Linked DNA regions of Gossypium hirsutum: regions 1 and 3 are each linked to region 2. Evidence: chromatin contacts called from public Hi-C data. All regions are on one chromosome and are shown on one strand. The core of a region is the stretch at or near the end of the contact, and the rest is flanking DNA. Distances in the headings are between cores, read along the strand shown. Region 1 holds the start of LOC107927708 (urease accessory protein D). Region 2 holds the start of LOC107935860. Region 3 holds the start of LOC107927733 (copper-transporting ATPase RAN1).

What was found. A called contact is a pair of places that touch in the nucleus more often than the background predicts.
Region 1: a contact with region 2 is called in a Hi-C map of leaf, with 2.0 times the contacts expected there. The contact joins the promoter of LOC107927708 here to the promoter of LOC107935860 in region 2. A contact is called at or near these places in 3 of 34 Hi-C or Micro-C datasets (all in leaf).
Region 3: a contact with region 2 is called in a Hi-C map of hypocotyl, with 4 times the contacts expected there. The contact joins the promoter of LOC107927733 here to the promoter of LOC107935860 in region 2. A contact is called at or near these places in 4 of 34 Hi-C or Micro-C datasets (hypocotyl, leaf and petal).

The regions. Positions count from the first base shown.
Region 1 is chrA12:9,779,687-9,782,386 of Gossypium_hirsutum_v2.1, forward strand. It overlaps LOC107927708 (urease accessory protein D), which reads right to left and starts at 1,437. Exons shown (of 8, transcript XM_016858823.2): 1 at 1,076-1,437; 2 at 920-985; 3 at 756-830; 4 at 611-655; 5 at 199-354; 6 at 1-38. The coding sequence starts at 1,180. LOC107927686 (bifunctional purine biosynthesis protein PurH-like) reads right to left here. Exons shown (of 12, transcript XM_016858798.2): 10 at 2,503-2,700; 11 at 2,187-2,313; 12 at 1,608-1,997. The coding sequence ends at 1,846.
Region 2 is chrA12:9,357,011-9,359,710 of Gossypium_hirsutum_v2.1, forward strand. LOC107935860 reads right to left here and starts at 1,270. Exons shown (of 10, transcript XM_041082651.1): 1 at 985-1,270; 2 at 345-396. It also overlaps the pseudogene LOC107922147.
Region 3 is chrA12:9,726,366-9,729,065 of Gossypium_hirsutum_v2.1, forward strand. It overlaps LOC107927733 (copper-transporting ATPase RAN1), which reads right to left and starts at 1,283. Exons shown (of 9, transcript XM_016858837.2): 1 at 724-1,283. The coding sequence starts at 1,053.

The sequences.
Region 1 (2,700 bases), core at 187-2,686, 420 kb after region 2:
TCTGCTATATCCACCGGGCTAGATTGTTCTAGCAAGACCTATGATTTCATAAAAGAACAATGCGAAAAGGAGGAAGCAAATAAAAGAAAAAAAGAGAGATTAACACATTACGAGAACATCAGAGGCCACCATTTCTTTAATGCATCATGATCATAAACAGATTAGCATTACAACTAGAGGTGATAATGAGAATATTACGGTGTCAAGAAAGACAGGTTGATTGCCTTCGGCAAATATGCAGTTGCTGCTCCGATAAAGTTCAAAATCCCATTTCTCCCCACTCTCATGATGGCCGCTTGTAAACCAATCTACAATGATCAAACTTGAGTCGGACACCACTCTGAAGACCTGTTTCTGAGAATATCTTGCTGTGGAAAAACATGTTACTGGATCCGGAATGACTACAAATAGAGCACCACTACCAATTCTTGCCTACTGCATAGCAAAGCAAAACTTAGCCATTTCCACCGCAACCATTTATCTAAACACAGTCAAAATGTAGAACCTTTTTTTATAAAAGGTCTCACCCAAGATAAGATGTTAGCGTAAATTAGTGGTTATGCATCAGTCTGCATTAGCATGTGGGTCATAACTAAGGAAGGATAGTTACCTCCAAGACTTGTTCAGAACACTTGGATCCCAAAGATTTGTAGACCTAATACCACAACACAGGTGGAACCATGTTAAGAAACCAATGCGGTAAAAACCCAATTTGTAGTGCACCAATATGTGATCTCATCAGATAAAGATCAGACCTTTGTAGAGGATTGGGTAGTAAGAACAGCAGTGCAGCCATCTCCAATTGTAAATTCAACTGAAATAGAATCCCCCTGACAAAGACAACGATACACAAATTCACAACCCCCCGAAAACACAAAGAAATGATAGAAAGATTGATGTCTGAGTTACGAGAGAATACGGAGACAATGCCACCGCCATAGGTGAGGCTGTAAATCCAGACAGCATCGGTAATGGAAGAACCAACCTGAGGAATCAACCAATCATCAGCTTCAGTTGAAGAGAATAAACAAAAAGACTTGTTAGTTATCTGTTGTAATATAAGAAGAGAGAAAACCTTTCTTGGGATAATGAATTTAAGTGGATACTTTGAGAAGCTTCTTATCACTGTTGACTTTCCTCTCACCTTCTCCACTACAACCTTTCCCTTCTCCATTTCCATTTTCTACTTCCATATTTCCCAACCCCATAACAAAGGAACACTCTATTACAAATACTCATTGGGCTTTGTTAGAGGGCAGGCTGCTTTGTGTGGAACACTCTAACCCAAGTTCTATGGAGGGTTTTAAAGTTAAAAGCCCAAACTCAAAAAAGCTCTGTCAAGTGCTCGGTACAAAAGATCCTTGCTTTAGATTTACGTCTACTTGAGGTATTCATCTGCAGATGGTTTTGACTAATTTTATCACTCTTGAGAAGTGGGTGCTAGTTCAATTTGGAAATTGTGTTGTGGAAAACTGAATTAAAGTAAACCTATAGTGATTTCTCTTCGACTGAAAGAATCATTTGATTTGATGAACGGATGCAGGACCAAGAATATGCAGTTGGCCGTGTTGGTTTTTTCTTATGCCAGTGATCCATTGAGGACAATCTATATTAAGATCTCTTATTTCTATTATTTTGGCAAGCTCAGAAGAGCAAAAAATATGCACTGCAAAAATGCAGGGTTCATCGTCTAAAATTTAAATACAAACACAAACGTTTCTTATTTGTGAAGATTACAGCCATACAAATTGCACGACATTGCGGCAGCATTCGCTTGCATCCTCCCGCAACTACTCTTCCCCTTAGAGCACAAGTTGAACCCATGAAGGCAAAAATGAAATTGCATCAATGCCTAAAGTGTCTCACTTTTGTGAAAAGCAATGAAACTCCATACTTGTTACAACAGTCCACAGCATCCCCATCTCTAATGCTCCCACCAGGCTCTGCAATCACTCCAATACCACTTTCACAAGCTTCTTCCACTGCATCTTTCCAAGCTATTAATAGAAAAACACATCTTTGTTAGGTAACAGGTCATATAAACAAAAGAATCATTACTAGATTGAATGCCTGCATACAGGTCCATTACTTGAGACGTTTTCAGTATTTATTTGCATGTCTGTGTGCCTATGAAATTGGATCTTAAAAACAATAAGGAGCACAAAACTTTTCAAGGTAGTAATTACCAAATGGAAAGAATGCATCACTAGCCAAAGCAGCTCCCTTGACCTCATCTCCTGCTTTCCTCAAAGCTATTCTCAAGCTCTCCAGACGGTTTGGCTGCCCACTTCCCATACCCAACATACGGTTGTCCTGATGAGCGAATGTCAAAGGGTCATCAAATCTCATCATACTAAGCTTTTCTTTTCATGGCTGTTTTATCCAAACATTTTTTTTGGAAGAGGAAGGGTACATATTTATCATAAGGATCTCCAGGCCAACAAGATTACTAAGCACCATTTTAATCAGTACTGAATTTCCTAACAAAATGAAAGTTCAAACCTTTGCTATTACAATAGCATTGCTTTTGACATGCTTGACACACAGCCATGCAAATTCTGCATCACGAAGCTCATTATCTTGTGGCTTCTTCTCAGATACCACATTGAACTGGATATCTTGGGGGGTCAAGTCATCTGAATCCTGGGCTAACCACCCACCACCAACCTGTCGTAAGGAGAGCTTCCCTTTCTCATTCTT
Region 2 (2,700 bases), core at 20-2,519:
TTTATAATGAAAAAACTAGCACTGCCATTCCACTACAATAAACTATTTTAAGAAACAACACCGTCCACACTAATAAATAACCAATTTGTTTAAAAGACAATAACCTCACAAACAAGGTCAATCAAGCATTGCATTATTATATTGATGCACATAAATGGAATTAAATACAAACCACAACTTATAAAGAGCACAATATTTTTCAAGATAAATGAACCCAGTCTAATTTTTCGGGAGAAGTAATTCTTGCACTTGGATCATACCATATATTTAGCACAAATACCCTAAATTTAATTGAGAACCTCATAATAGAATTTTTGAAGTTAATTTTCTGTTAGGATTCTCACCTTCTAACAACTTTCAATAAAACTTTTAACGCAACAGAGAACAGAATTGAAGCTGTAAAAAACATTTCAACTGAATCATACATCTGAGACTTTTTTTTTTTGGGGGGGGGCAAAGTTAAACAAAAGAATCGAAGATACAAAGCAGTAGTTATAATGCATCTGAAGCAAATCTAGAACCCTAAACATGAATTATAAATAACGCGGATTCCAAGAAAAATATGCGAAGGAAATGGTGCAGATCAAACAAACATTCCACGAAACTACTTAAATCAATCCCACAAAGTGTGATCCCATACAAGGCAAATCCAACTTGAATACCGATTTACTTAAATCCATGATAAAACAAATAATTTATATGGTTGAAATGACAACATCGAAATTAAGTAGTAATAATAACATGCAGTGAGAGTCGGCAGTCTAATCTTTAAAAAAAAAAAAGAACTCTAAATATTCTCTCCAGCACTGATCAGACACTAAAAAAAACTATACTTCTGTACAAATAGAACCATCACCACGCCTATAACCAAATCGAAATATAAATTCGAATCGGAACTGAAAACCATAAACAGATTGAAGGCTATAAACTTTACTAAAATCTCACACTAATCCATAAAATAAATAAATAAAAGAGTATGTTTACCTCAAGAAGGGAAAGCTGTGAACTTTTAAGCAGCAAAGGAGAAGATTATTAACTTTCTCTCTCTAAAATTCGCTCATTTACTCCGTCGAAGATTGTGATTAGAGAGTCGTCTCTCTTTCTCCCTCTATCATGTCCTTTTTCTTTTTCTTTTTTTCTTTTTTCTTATATGTTGGTTTTGATCTTACTATTATTAAATTTTCTATTTATTTTTCTTTTGTATTTTTCTAGATCTATAAAATTTTGCCTCTTTACGACCTTTTCGACACGGCAATCATTATTTTTTTAATCTTTTCTTTTCCCTTCTTTTAACTTCCTTTTATTTTACAATTTGCTTGAAAACGTCGGCAATTTGGCCCTCGACGCACAGGGTGACCGCGTAGAATGCACGGAGCACTTGTTTGTGCGTGTTCATCTAGGTGGTGTGGGTCCCGCGGTGAGAGACGGACGGTTATGGGTTGGTGAGACTGAAATTGGTCAGTGCTGTGCGAACAATTTATGATTTCGATTATCTTAATTTTATATTTTTCTTAAATTAAATTTTGATGTTTTAAAAAATATTTAATCATTTAAAATAATTCTTTGATATTTTAATTTTCAGTTTTATTATAGTGCTAAACTATCCAAAAACAGTTTCGACGGCTGTTACTGAAATGGAGAGTAAAGTAGGCCGTGTTTTTCAAGCTTTGCTTTATGGGCTCATTTACCCCTGGCCAAATCCTGTGGGCTAAGATTTATCGATCGCCAAGTCCGGCAAATGTTCCAGATTACACAAGCTTTGCTGACGACTCACTCATGGTTGGTATTCTTTTCTTTATTTTATGTTGAAACTAAGGTGTTCATGGTAACTAATCCTCTAGCTGCGAGTATTTTTTAAAAAGATAAAAGTCATGAAACGTGTTTCATTTTCTTAGGTAAAAATTGAACTCCTAATATCATAGTTAATGAATAAAGTGAGCAACCATCACATCTCATAATTTTCCTTTTCTGTTTTCATGTCTAGTATATTTATTCAATTTTTTTTCTTGTCAAAATAAATGTATAATTTGATAGAAAAATGATTTCAGAGTGAAAGACATTACAGAATGTGTCTAAAACTTCTAACTATGATGAATGTATTAATTATGGATATGATATCGAAAATAGACCAATTTTATATTACTTTCCAATTCGAACTACCAAAAGCAATGTCTCCTTACATAATATGGATTCTAAACATTCATAATCTAGATGTGAAAGAGGCAAATTACTTATCCATCGGTCTATTAGTGAACTATCTCTTCAAAGACTGTGAAAGATGTTCTACTAGAAATATTCTTGTTATTGCTACGACTTATATTCCCCAAAAAGTGGATCCCACTCTAATGGTCCCAAATAAATTAAATACATGTATTAATATACGAAGACTTCCTATTCCACAACAACGAATATCACTTTTTTCACTCTTTCATATATTAGGGGATTTCACTTGGAAAAGAAAATGTTTCGTACTAATGGATATGGGTCCATAACCGTGGATTCCAATGCACAAGATCTTGTAATATTTACCAATTAGGCCCTATCAATTAGTATTAAATAGAAGAAATCAATTATACACACTAACGCAATTAGATCTGCTCTTCATAGACAAACTTGAGGTTTGCAATCCCACGTGCTAGAATTTCATATTAAATTTGTAGTTTTATTAGTAATTTTCATAATTTTTTAACTAAACTAATA
Region 3 (2,700 bases), core at 33-2,532, 370 kb after region 2:
AAATGTTGCATTTCAGCCAAATATGTACCTCATGACAGAGAATCGGTGAAGCAATAGAACAAATCTCCTCCTCCATGTATTTAAAAATAAAATACCCATAGACTGACGCAAAACATTTTCTCCATGATTACAACACCGGAAGAAGAGCAAATACCATAGATGCAGCAAAACATGTGATGCCTTGTGTGTTTGTTTAGAGTGAGAGGGATTAAACATCAGCAATCATCAAAAAGATGTTTTTGGATCCTGTAAACTTGAGAAACTAATAATTTACACAATGCAAATGGTAGAAACCATGACGAAACATTGACTAAAAGTCATATTCATGATCATTCTTATACAGAACTAGCCACATTTACAGATAAGACACCGTGAAAAATCAGATTTCAAATGCAATATTTAGAGGCATAATAGTCAATATAGCTTATGAAAATTAAAATGCGGAAAAGCTCCAAGACAAATAGCAAACAGTACTATACTTTAGCAAAAGTGTGGGAAAAAAATCACGCATTAAAATCAACTTAGGCAAATAAATGAAGAGAGTAGCTTGTCGACCTCAACCAACATTAATTAAGCCAATCTTCTGTAATTAAACAAATCCAATACCATAATCACAAAGTCAAACACGGAATAAAAGAAACGAAGCTAAAATTATCTAATGAAGCAAACCCGACAAGCGTAATTCTGTTTGAAAATAATGATCAAGGAAGAAAGAGCAGTAACCTTAACCAAATTAGGATCAAAAACAACATCAGCACGGTTCTGCAACAAAGCCACGGATGCTCTTAAAACCCCATTGATGCTCTTCAAAGCAGCCTCGACGGAATTGGAGCAGGCGGCACACGTCATCCCCGTTACAGTGACCTGAATTCTCCGCATACTACCTTCTTCAATACTTTCCAACTTATAATCTCCTGTTTCGTATGAATCTAAGAGTCGAGTACCTTCTTCCATGTCGTCGGGATCATCAGCGCGTACCGACGAGGGATACGTGGATCTCCAGACGCCGGCCGCCTGCGACGTGAGTTGCAGGTCCCTCGAGCCCGGCGACATTAGGGTACAGAAAGAAAGGAAATGAAAAGAGGTGAAAATTTGAGGAAAGAGGAAAAGGCAGAGACGCAGAGAACAAATCAGAGGGAAAGGAGAGGAGATTTGTTTATGTATATATAGAAAGAAAGAAAGAAAAAAAGATATATTGGAGAGAAAATGTGTTGGGAGAGATTTCCGAGGGAGATGGTGGAGACAGCAATTTTTCAACTAGAAACTTTGGGTTGGCTTGCCTGGCTCCACCAAACTACCAAATTGCCCTTGCAATATATATGGAATTACCGTTAGACCGCTTTGTACTTGCGAACAGTGTTAGAGTTGCACTACACAACAGGTTGTGGGGCCCTGTCATTGCCAGGGCAAGTCAAGGCTGCTTCACCTAATCTATTTCTATTTCAGTTTTCACCGATCAAATTAACTCCCTAACTTGATCCTACTATTTTAATTACAAAACCAACCTTCATGCTCCCATCCGTTTTGGTTATAACATCAACAAATTTCCCCCTTTTTCTTCGTTTTCCGTTTCTTACAACAATTTTCTACACACATTTATCCATTATCCATATATAGTTTCAGCTTTGCTTACACAGGATTTATGAATTTTCACTTATTATTTATATTTTTATCAATTTGGTCCTTTTTTCTTTTTTAGTTAAATTTCAACTTCAACCCTTTAAATAGGAGTCAACCTTAACCATTATTTTTTCAAAAAATAATTTATTTACTTCTTTTTGATGAAAATGTAGACTAAAATGTTAATTTTTTTAAATATGTTAATTTGTATGGTAATTCATATGTGATTCATGTATCAACATTTATATTTTTAAAAAAATTGACTTTCAAAAGAAGAAGAATGGTCAAATTTAATTTAAAATAATAATAAGAGTGAAATTTTTGTTTAAAAATGTAAAAATTGAGGACTAAAATTATGATTATATCAACTTTTAAATGTTATTTCAATTTGTAATATTCTTATTTATTAAATTGAATCAGATTTAATTTAAAATATTTTAAATAAGATTTAACTTAATCTATCAATAGATTTAAGAGATGAAACTAATAAATACCTGTTCTTGCCATAAAGCAAATTATAGTTGATTGTGGGGAAGAAGGAAATAATCTGGCATCAATCAAGTTATATGTTGTATGTATTGGTTTGTACTTCATACTTCGTACTAAACAAACTAGGTTTGGTTTGAAATTTAAGCTACATCTTCGTACATCTTTCAATCGTATTAGCATGTGTTGTATTAGCTTAGGTAAATTGTATTTCAATTTCTTGTAGTTAGTTACTAAGTTGTTGTCTTTCTATTTGTTTCTGTTAGTTAGCTGTAGAGAAAGTCAGTGTAGGATTTTTATTAGCATTGACTAGTCTTTGCAGCTCCTAAACTTTTTGTATAAGTATCAAAATCAGTCTCATCATTATAAGATTATTAGTCTTATCAACAAAAGAAGTAGACCCTATTTTGTTCTCTGGTTATCTTTTCTATTGTTCATAGTTCAGTTCTTTGTTTGGCAGAGTGAGATTTTGAACATGGTACCAGACTAGCAAAATTTGAGTGAGTTTGAGTGATGTTCATTGTTGATCTAATGTGGTTTGCTATTCTTGATTGTTCTTTCATCATGGTGAATTCAAAGGTTGAGACTTCTTCA